Linked DNA regions of Mus musculus: region 2 is linked to region 1. A link is a contact called in public HiChIP or PLAC-seq data. All regions are on one chromosome and are shown on one strand. The core of a region is the stretch at or near the end of the contact, and the rest is flanking DNA. Distances in the headings are between cores, read along the strand shown.

Region 1 (5,010 bases), core at 773-3,272:
TTGTTAGTGGTCTTAAAGACTAAGCCTTGACTGAGCTCACAGATGGAGACGCAGGGTGTCACAGAGATCTTGGAACTCTGATTTCTTACATGCGACCACAGACCACAGGCAGGCAGGTTACTTACCCTCTCTGTGTCCTGTCTGAAAAGAGGATGATGATGCTCCTGCTTGCAGTGTTCCCTTTGGTGTCGTGGGCTTGATTCCTGTTTGCGATGGGTACCCCGTACCCTGCATCTTTTGGATGTTTACTGATCAGATGCTTGTGTGTATGTGTGGATTCAGGTGTCTCATGCTGTGAGACAAGAAACTCTCTAGCGTTGAGCTAACTCCCCAACCCTGGCCTGCAGTTCCCATCAGAGTGCCAAATTATGCTAAGATTTGTCTATAGTTATGATTTGTAGCTTAGCTTCCTTTGTTACCCACCTGTGAGAGAGCAAATGTGCTGACCCAGGGACAGACACCCACACCTTACATAGTCGGCCTGACTGCTCTAAGTTGTCATTACAATTCTGCATGGAACTTGTGAGTGTGGTTAAGGGGACCTTTCTGTGAGGTAGATCTGTTGCTCACAGATCTGAGGCCAAGGAGCAAACAGAATATAGAAAATTCCATAAGTAACATGTAAGCATTTCTTCAAACAGGCTCTGTCTCCTTAAGATACTTTGTGCCTCGGCTCTGCTGTTGCTGTGAAGATGTCAGTTTTATATGCTTACGTTTTTATTTGGGAGAGCTGTGAGTTATCATTATGAAAATGATCAGAATGCTTAATTTAGAATTAGTGATTAACTTGTAAGTCTACTGTGGACTGAGCATAGAATAAACAGTTCAAATCAGCTGGGCAAAGGATATTTGACTGTTTGATTTTTTTGATATGTATATTCATTTGTCATTGTGAGGAAATTTTGACACTTGGCAGTCATTTGTAGAAATGACTGTATTTTTTAATTTCACAAGCAACCAAACCATCTATATTCATTTCTGAGTATCCGTACTGAAATCTAAAAAGAGAAAGCTAATTTTCTTTTAATGCTTCTAAATTGGGGGCAGGCTCCTTGGAGGGCATTATGTGTGATTGCTTTTGATTATTACGGAGACTGGGGAGGCGTGGATGTGTTATTTGTTTAGTGGGTGGGAGGTAAGGATGATAAATACACAAGAGTGGTTTGAGAGCCCTCCCTGGGAGAGATTGTCCAGCCCCAGAATTGCTAAGGATCCTTCTGGAAGCATTACTGTTTTCTGCTAGTGACCTGAGATAACTGTGCTCATAGCACCATCTAGTGAGTAAAGTGGGTAATAGCAGAATCCCCTTTATCACAGAAATAAGAACCCAAAAGTTTAAGACTCCTGTATGCTCACAGTCAGCTATTGGATGGATCACAGGGCCCCCAATGGAAGAGCTAGAGAAAATACCCAAGGAGCTAAAGGGATCTGCAACCCTATAGGTAGAACAACAATATGAACTAACCAGTACCCCAGAGCTCGTGTTTCTAGCTGCATATGTAGCAGAAGATGGCCTAGTCGGCTATCATTGGGAAGAGAGGCCCCTTGGTCTTACAAACTTTATATGCCTAAGTACAGGGGAACGCCAGGGCCAAAAAGTGGGAGTGGGTGGGTAGGGGAGTGGGGGGGAGGGCATGGGGGACTTTTGGTATAACATTGGAAATGAAAATGAGGAAAATACCTAATAAAATATTTTTAAAAAAGGAAAAAAAATCCAATTGAGTTCCTCTACTCACATTCACAGATGAGGAAGGTGACAAAAAACCAAAAACAAAACAAACAAACAAACAAACAAACAAAAACAGTAGGTTATAGAACCATAAGTGTTGGGCCCAGGGAGGAAAACTGGAGCTAACTTAACTCAACTTCTCCTTTTACAGGCAGGGAAACTAGAGTCCAAAGTGGTGATGTGATTTACCTAATAGCATACTTCGTTAGTAGCAAGACTCCTGACCCTTGTCTTCCAGGTTAGTGCTGAGTCTTCATCACAGCGAACGCCTTTTTGTTGTACTTGGATGAGTGCCTAGGTTCTTAGATTACTCATTTAAGAATGAATCAACAGCAAACAAAGAAAAGTCTTGTTCCAGAGACATGTTATATAGTAACTTCCACAACACACACGCTGTGCCCAAGTTTTGTTTTGAATCTATTCTCCCCAGAAAATGAGGATTAACTTGATTATTCGTTGTTGGATTTGCATTGAGCACTGAGTCTTATGACTCAATAAGACTACAAGAGACAGAAAAGAAGTGTGTGTAAAATTCATCCAGAACTTTACCATCGGTACTGACCGGTGAACCGGCACAGTGGCAGGCAGACGATACAGAAGATGTAGGCAAGGACTTGCAGTTACCGAACCATGAAATAACAACCCATTTCTCCTCTGTGCTGGCACACACTAGGTGTTACTGATAAGTAACAATTTCTATTGACAAATCCTGAGAATGACTCAGCTACAAGTAAGTTTTTATATCACGTTTGATCAGAGAAGAGCAGTTTTAAATTATTGACTGGAAAAACTTGTAAAGGACAAGTGACTTACAGAAGAAGAGTGACTGTAGACAGGAGATACACTGGGACAGGCTGAGGCTGTGTGTGCAGATGAAGGGAGCTTGCTTCCGGGAGATGCTGAGGACAGTGCAGGCATGCCTTCAGGACGGGGACACCTGAGCCCATGCACGGAGAAGGACTGCTCAGGTGACGCTGGCCATGCTGTTTACAGTTAGTCTCAGTAATGTTTATGTGTGGGTCCTGTCCTAAGTGGGTTACATGTAGTAATTCTTGTACTTTTCATTTCAGCCTTGAGGGACAGGCACTGTTACATTCTTGGTTTTACAAATGAAACTCGACAAAAGAGAAGTTAAATGACATGGGCATCTCTCACTGATGGTGGGTTTCTCCCTGCTCCGAGAGGAGGTGCATTCCTGTGGGATGCGGACCTTCTTTCTTCCAAGCTGCTGGAAGCATCACCTCTAAAAGATGCCTGTTCTTATACATGTTTTGTTCCCTTTAAATATCATACCATTCTTAGCGTATTTTCCCAGCTCTTGGCCATTCTGTAACAGTCCTTTGTAGTACTGTCAGGTTATTGACCTGCCTCTGACACGTCTGTGTGGGATACAGAGAGGATGCTAGAACATCTGGTTCAGATGCACAATGCTACTGGCCTTCAAAAAAGACTCCATGCTAATCTCAGGCTTTTCCTTTTGAAGGGGTGATGGCTAAGAGTTCAGAGCCCCTTTCAGTTTGTACTTGGTAGTGACCATTTTGGTCATAGGTGAGATAGATGTAGTCTCAGCTTGGTCTTTCTCTGGTGTGTTGGTGTTGGGAAATGTACAGGTTTTAAGGATGGTTATTATAGTACTGTATGCCTTATGGATATCATACCCTGTTGAGTTTATAATCAAATAAAAGAGATTCATTATCAATTAATGTCTTTTACTGCATATTCATGCATATTGTTATTATACTCTGGATTTAACTATATCCTTTGTTATTTATGAATTTATAACACTATCTCTTATGACTAGACATAGCATCTTATAATTATCATAGGCACCTGGCTACTCTGGGAAAGAAGGACAGAGACATGTGTTCTGGGTTCTAGACTGGCTGCTTTTCATTCTGATGATCTGCACATTAAGTTTCAGAGGGTGTATTTGGTGGTCTCAGAGACTGAATTGTTGGTCTAGGGCACTAACTGGCACCTGGCTATTGGAGTTCAGATTGTGACTCAGTCCCTCACTCTCCTCATCTGCTCTGTAAACTGATGTAAAATAGCATCACTCATCACCTAAAGTTGTTATGAAGACTGAATACATAGTCAATGCTTGTAGTCTACTTATAGTTCATTTTTAATTAAATAAGTAGACAGGATTTCAGTCACATGTCTTACTGGTTGTAGACCCTGTGGTCTCGACATTCCTCTGACTCTGCAGTATTCTAGAACACATTTCCCACCAACATCTGCCCTTATTTGACCTGGGACTTGTGATCATCACCGGCTCTACTTGAATAAGGAAAGGTAGTCTAGAAAGAGCCTTATCTTTTCTTCATGTACTCCCACAAACTTGGTAAATGGATTCTCTTCTATTAGATAGTAATTTTAAAAAAAGATTTTATGCCAAGTATGATGGCACACACTTTTAAACTCAGCACTTGGAGCCAGAGACAGGCAGAGCTCTGTAAGTCTAACCCCAGTCTGGTATATGAGCAAGTTCCATGTCAGCCAGGGATACATAGAGAGATCCTGTCTTTTTTTTTTAAAAAGATTTTATTATTTTTATTTTATATATGTAACTTTTGCCTGTATGTTTTCTATGCACCATGTCTGTGCAATGCCCGCAGTGTCCAGAGGAGGGCATTGGATTCCCTGGAACTAGAATTGCAGGCAGTTGTGAATCACCTTTTTGGTGGTGGGAGTTGAGCCTGAGACCTCCTTGTAAAGCAACAGGTGCTCGTAACCACCAAACCATCTCTAGCCCATTAGGCATTGTTTTGCTTGCTTGCTTGTTTGCTTATGTATCTGCTTGTGCCTTTACTTATGCACCTGTTTGTGCATGCGTGCTCCACGGTGCACATGTGGATGCCTTGTAGGCATCAGTTCGCTTCTACCACACAACCTCTGGGGATTAAATTTACTTCATCAGGGTTGGTGGCAACTGCCATCAGCCACTGGGCCTTCTTGTTGCTCCCTTCCCCCTTTTTTTGTGGTAAAAATAACATAAGATGTGTTCACTTATACATTTAAATGTATAGTAAAGAGTGACTTTTGGGAACAGTGTCATAGAGCACATATCTAGAACCTACTTTCCAGTGAACAGTGGCTGCCCACCACCTCCTGCTGTATCCCTCTCACAGTCCTGCCCTGTGTGAGTTTCCCTATTGTAGATGCCCCATGTTAGTTGAATTGGGCTGCTTGTCCCATGCCCAGTTCGTTTTTCTTAGCCAGGTGTCCTCAGTGTTTATCCTGCTGTTGCTGTGGCTTTGTCTTATGGATAGCACTCATTT
Region 2 (5,010 bases), core at 1,049-3,548, 97 kb before region 1:
GAAAGAAGGACCAGGGGAAGATGAAGGTGTAGAGAAACCATGTGAAGAAAGCAGGAGGATTCTCCAGGAGGTCATGATGAGAGAGACACACATGGAGCAGAGCAAGCCGGGGCAAGACCAGATGCCAGTAAAGGACAATTTGCCAAGGTATTAGCAGCAGTTAGGTTAGAGTATTGCAGAACCTTCCTAGCTTAGTCTTGCAGCTTAAAATGCCAACCATGTCAGGAGCTAAAAGGGCTAGATCACACATGGAAATGCCCTATAGTTACTTAGGAGCAAAAGGGGTGCTAGACACCCCTACCTCCTCCACTCACCCCCATCCCCGCCAAAGAATTGCTTTATACACCCTGAAAGGGGAAACATCCTATGTTCATGAATTGGAAGAATTACTAATGTTAAACTGTGACCATACTGTCTAAAGCAACCTACAGATTTACCTTATTTAGCTCACAGCCATATCCTCCAAGTCTATGTATAAAACCCCCAAATTTTGTGCTACCACCAAAGTCCCTAAATGGCCAAAGAAATTGGCCTAAAGGAAGAGAAAAAGCTGGAAAGAGCAGAATACCAAAGTTCAAAACAAATCACAAATCAGGCACGGCAGCATACGTGCAATCCCAGGCTTTGGGGGTTGAGTGTTAGCACCTTGAGCCTAGTTTGGGCTACAAGAGAGCACCTGTCTTTTTTTTTTTTTAATTAGAATTATGGTGCAACTCTATACAGGCTTGCCTAACAAGAGCCAGGCCTGGGTTCCCTGCCCAGCACAAAAGGAAAGATTAAGCTCTATTGTTCTAGACCACAGTGAGGTGACTATAGTTACACATTTCAAAATAACTAGCAGAGAGCATTTGGAATGTTTCTCAACACAGAGAAGTAAATGTTTGAGGTGATGGATATACTAATTATCCTGATTTGATAATTATGCATTGTATGTGTGCATTAAAATATACATGTGTAACTGAATGTAGTTATTATGCACCAGTTAAGTCTATTTCAAAGAACCAGGCCCAAATAGATTGATGGATGAGTTCTTTCAAACTTTCATGTAGGAAACAGACAAACCAACTAACCAACCAACCACAAAAGGAGCCTGTGTCAATTAACTTAAACAAACAAACAACAAAACCCTTTTCAGTTGTTTACATGATCAGGTGTAGTCTTAACATCAAAGCCTGAAAAGATGATGTAAAAACCTACACTCTAATCTCATAATGTTAGGATTTTTTTTATAAGACATGTAGAGTGCTAAATAACATGCTAATTAACAGTATACATTTTTTTTTTTTTTTCGAGACAGGGTTTCTCTGTATAGCCCTGGCTGTCCTGGAACTTCAAATGAAGTTATATGAATGCAAGGTCTCTAAGAGATAATGTTTTTTATAATTCATTTCCCGGTGAGCTAAAATGGCAGGAAAATGATGTAATGTTTTGGTTACTGTTTCAGTATTTGCTTGCTTGCATGCTTGAGAAAGGGTCTTCTTGTGTGACCCAGGCTGGCTTTGCTGTTGCAGTCCTCTTGCCTCTCCTGTGCTGGGATGACAGGCAGGTACCACCACGCCAGGTCCAACATACTATAAATAGTATACTCAATAGCAACAATACTATAAATGGGTCTGTGTTTAGATGAAACCACTATTACAAATAGAACCACCATAAATCTATACGATATAACTATTTTAACACAATTTTAAAGTTTATGACTGTAAAACTAACAACCAATAGCGTAGCTGAGACAATGAACCCAGTAGTCTATGAACTGCTGAGACTGACACCCAACTGGGTCTATGACTGCAGCTCCTTGAGAGACTAAGGTTGGAGGATCACAATTTTGAAGCTACCCTGGGGCAGCATTTTATTCATGTTATTAGCCTCAAAACAAAAAGTAAAAGAGGGTGTGTGTTTGGGAGGTGGGGTCTAGACCACTGGTAGAGCACTGCCTAGCATGTGCAAGTCCATACATTCAACCCCTAACCCATGCAAAGAAAGAAAACAAAGAAGAAGAAAGCGACATCCATCATTGCTTATGAATTTTTAGAAAGGATAGAATAATGAACTAGAAATAATGATGGAACCTGTACACTCAAGAAAACACACACTCACACACTCACAGAGAGAGACAGAGAGAGAGAGAGAAAGACACACACACAGAGAAACAGACACACACACACACACACACAGAGAGAGAGAGAGAGAGAGAGAGAGAGAGAGAGAGAGAGAGAAACAGAGACAGGCAGCACACAGGCACTTGTAAAAGAGAAAAGAAACTGAGCAAACACACCAAACCGAAAATGCCTTTGGCAATTCTGATTCACCATGAGTAAGCAGTCTCTTATCAGGAATGCCCTACCTCAGATAAGAAATAGCACACACACACACACACACACACACACACACACAGACACACACACACACACACACACACACACACACACACACACACAGACACACACACACACACACACACAAACACACACTTCCCTCTCTCTCTCCTCTCATTTAGCAGAGTGAAAGAAAATAGTGAGAAAGATAAACCACTGAATTCGGTCTCAGTGATTTGAAGAGAGTGAAGTTGGCGTTTATATGAGGTTTCACTGGACGGCAGGCTGCAGCTGGCCTTGAGCATACACCTGATAGTAAAGCCACTGGCCAGGAAAAAGCAGGACAGAGTTCAGGGCAACCAAAGCTGCTGGAAGGTGATGGGGGAAGGCTAGGAAGAGAAAGCCAACAGGACGGTTTCTGACCAAGTCTCTGGCTGACTCAGATCCATACCGTTTGGGGAAGACTATAGTCAGCCAGCTAAGATGGAAATAACTAAGCTAAAATACAAGCTGTTCTTTTAAGAGTATTTTGTCTTTTCAGTGCATCAAGGGGAACTGATAAGACAATGTTTTTTGAAGGTAGGGAACTGAATGTCCTAAATACAACAGTCATGACATTCAGCAAATCCAAGTTGATGTATAGAGAACCAGGAAAATGAAGTTTCAGTCAAAAAAAAGTTAAGTGAGGATAGCCCTAAGGGGATCCGGATAGTCAGAGATTTTAAATTTTTTCTTGTGTATAAAATAATGGGTTTCATTTTGACATTTTTATATGTGTATAACATGAATTTTGAACCATTCTACCATTACTCTCCATTGCTTTCCCTCTTCCACTTTCATTGATGCTTTCCCTCAACTCTTTAAAAAGTGAAAATTATAAGACTAAAAATAAGTAATACTTAGAATTTAAAAATATCTCTGGCTGAATTTAAAACAAAGAGATGTAAAAGCAAAAGTTTAGGAATTTACAGATAGAATACTGAAGTTATATATGTATATACACACACATGCACACACACACATACATATACACACATGTATGTGAATCAGAAATCTGTGGAACAATAACTATACACATGTCTGAGTAACAGAAGGAAAGGCCAGGGAGAATGAATTAGAATAATATTTGATGCGATGAGGCTGGTATGTTTGTTTATTTTGGCAAAACACATGAATAGTAAATTCTGGAAGCTTAGAGAAGTACATGAAGAATCAATATGAGAAGGACCATAAGTGGGCACAGAGTCAAACTGCTGAGACCCAGACATCATGGAAAGACTTTGAAAGCAGTGTGAGAAATAAGATACAGGACCAGCAACTCAAACCAGTGCTCAGAAGAGAACCCAGGAGCTGTGAGGCAAAGGATGCTGGCACATTGACATGGGAAAAGTGAAAATATCACTCAGATACATATTAGTAAGGCAGAGTTTTGTATCAAATAAAAATTTCCTTCAGAAATGTCTTTAAAAGAAAACTAAGGTTTTGGTGCCCGTGAACCTCTACAACAAAGTACTTAGAAATTAATTAAGCCAAAGGAAAATACGAGAAACTTAGCTTCAGTGATGACAGGAAAAAAAAAATCAGATCTGGTTAATATTCAGTTATTTTTATATATAAAAGAGAAACATATATGTTTCTTTGAAATATTCAGGAGTGTCAGAAGCAGAAAATTATGACTATGTATAATAGTACGAATGATAGGGTAATAAAAAGATTTGTACCACCACAATGTTCAAAGCTTTCTTTCATCATTTATTTTTCCAAGACAGGATTTCAATGTGTAGCCCTGGCTGTCTGGGAACTAGCTCTATAAAACAGGTTGGTCTCAAACTCACCAAGGTCTGCCTGCCTCTGCATCCCAAGTGCTGGGATTAAAGGCATGTGCCACCACGGCCCAGCTCATTCAAAGCTTTCTACATCAGTAGTATGATTTTACTCTAAAGCAGTGGTTTTCAACCTTTCTAACGCTGTGACCCTTTAACACAGTTCCTCATGTTGTGGTGACCCCCCAACCACAAAATTATTCCATTGCTACTTCATAACTGTCATCTTGCTATTGCTATGAATGGTCATATAAATATCTGACATGTAGGAGGATATTTGATATGCGACCTCCAAAGGATCATGACCTACAGGTTGAGAACCACTGCTCTAACAAAGTACGAAATGGTAATGTGTTTTAATATGCATAGAAAATGCCAAAACCTCAAACAAGTATAACATGTAGTTGAAATAGAAAAGTAAAATAATTTAATCTATGTGATGATTTGAAAGAATGGCTCCCACAGGCTCATATATTTGAATTCTTGGCCCCTAATTGGTGGAACACTTTGGGAAGGATTAGGAGGTGTGGCTTTATTTAAGATGTGTTAATGAGGGCAGGCTTTGAGGTTTCAAAAAAAACCTATGCTATTGCTAATTATCTCTGTGTCTCTGCCTCTCTCTTCTCCCTCTTCCCACCCCTTCTGCTTGTGGATCTGATGTAAATTCTCAGTTACTGCTGCCACACCATGCCTGCCTCCCTGCTTCCATTCTCCCTGCCATGATGGTCTAGAAAAAACCCTCTGATACTATAGGCAAGTCCTCAATTAATTGCTTTTATGAGTAGCCTTGGTCATGGTATCTTTTCATAACAATAAAAAAGTAATTAAGGTGAGTCAAGTAATCTCAAAGGTGACAAGAAGAAAGGAAC

The links. HiChIP or PLAC-seq counts read pairs in DNA pulled down with a chosen protein or histone mark.
Region 2: an HNF4G HiChIP or PLAC-seq map of pancreatic cancer cells shows a contact between it and region 1. The contact joins two enhancer-like sites. A contact is called at or near these places in 2 of 15 datasets of contacts at CTCF or cohesin (CD8 T cells and pro-B cells), 8 of 484 Hi-C or Micro-C datasets (the Ba/F3 cell line, the CH12 cell line, Th1 cells and 4 more) and 1 of 115 datasets of contacts at active chromatin or transcription factors (pancreatic cancer cells).

Annotation. Positions count from the first base shown.
Region 1 is chr4:103,345,044-103,350,053 of GRCm38.p6, forward strand. All of the region lies in intron 7 of Oma1 (OMA1 zinc metallopeptidase), which reads left to right. Among named protein-coding and RNA genes, the nearest start is that of Oma1, 34 kb to the left of the region's middle. Within about 2 kb of position 2,023, at least 52 of the 459 cell types and tissues checked have an H3K27ac peak or open chromatin away from gene starts, as enhancers often do. A contact at or near this core is called in liver and pancreatic cancer cells, where this site is marked.
Region 2 is chr4:103,247,298-103,252,307 of GRCm38.p6, forward strand. The region is part of intron 5 of 4921539E11Rik (RIKEN cDNA 4921539E11 gene); the gene reads right to left. Among named protein-coding and RNA genes, the nearest start is that of Slc35d1, 35 kb to the left of the region's middle. Within about 2 kb of position 2,299, at least 30 of the 459 cell types and tissues checked have an H3K27ac peak or open chromatin away from gene starts, as enhancers often do. A contact at or near this core is called in liver and pancreatic cancer cells, where this site is marked.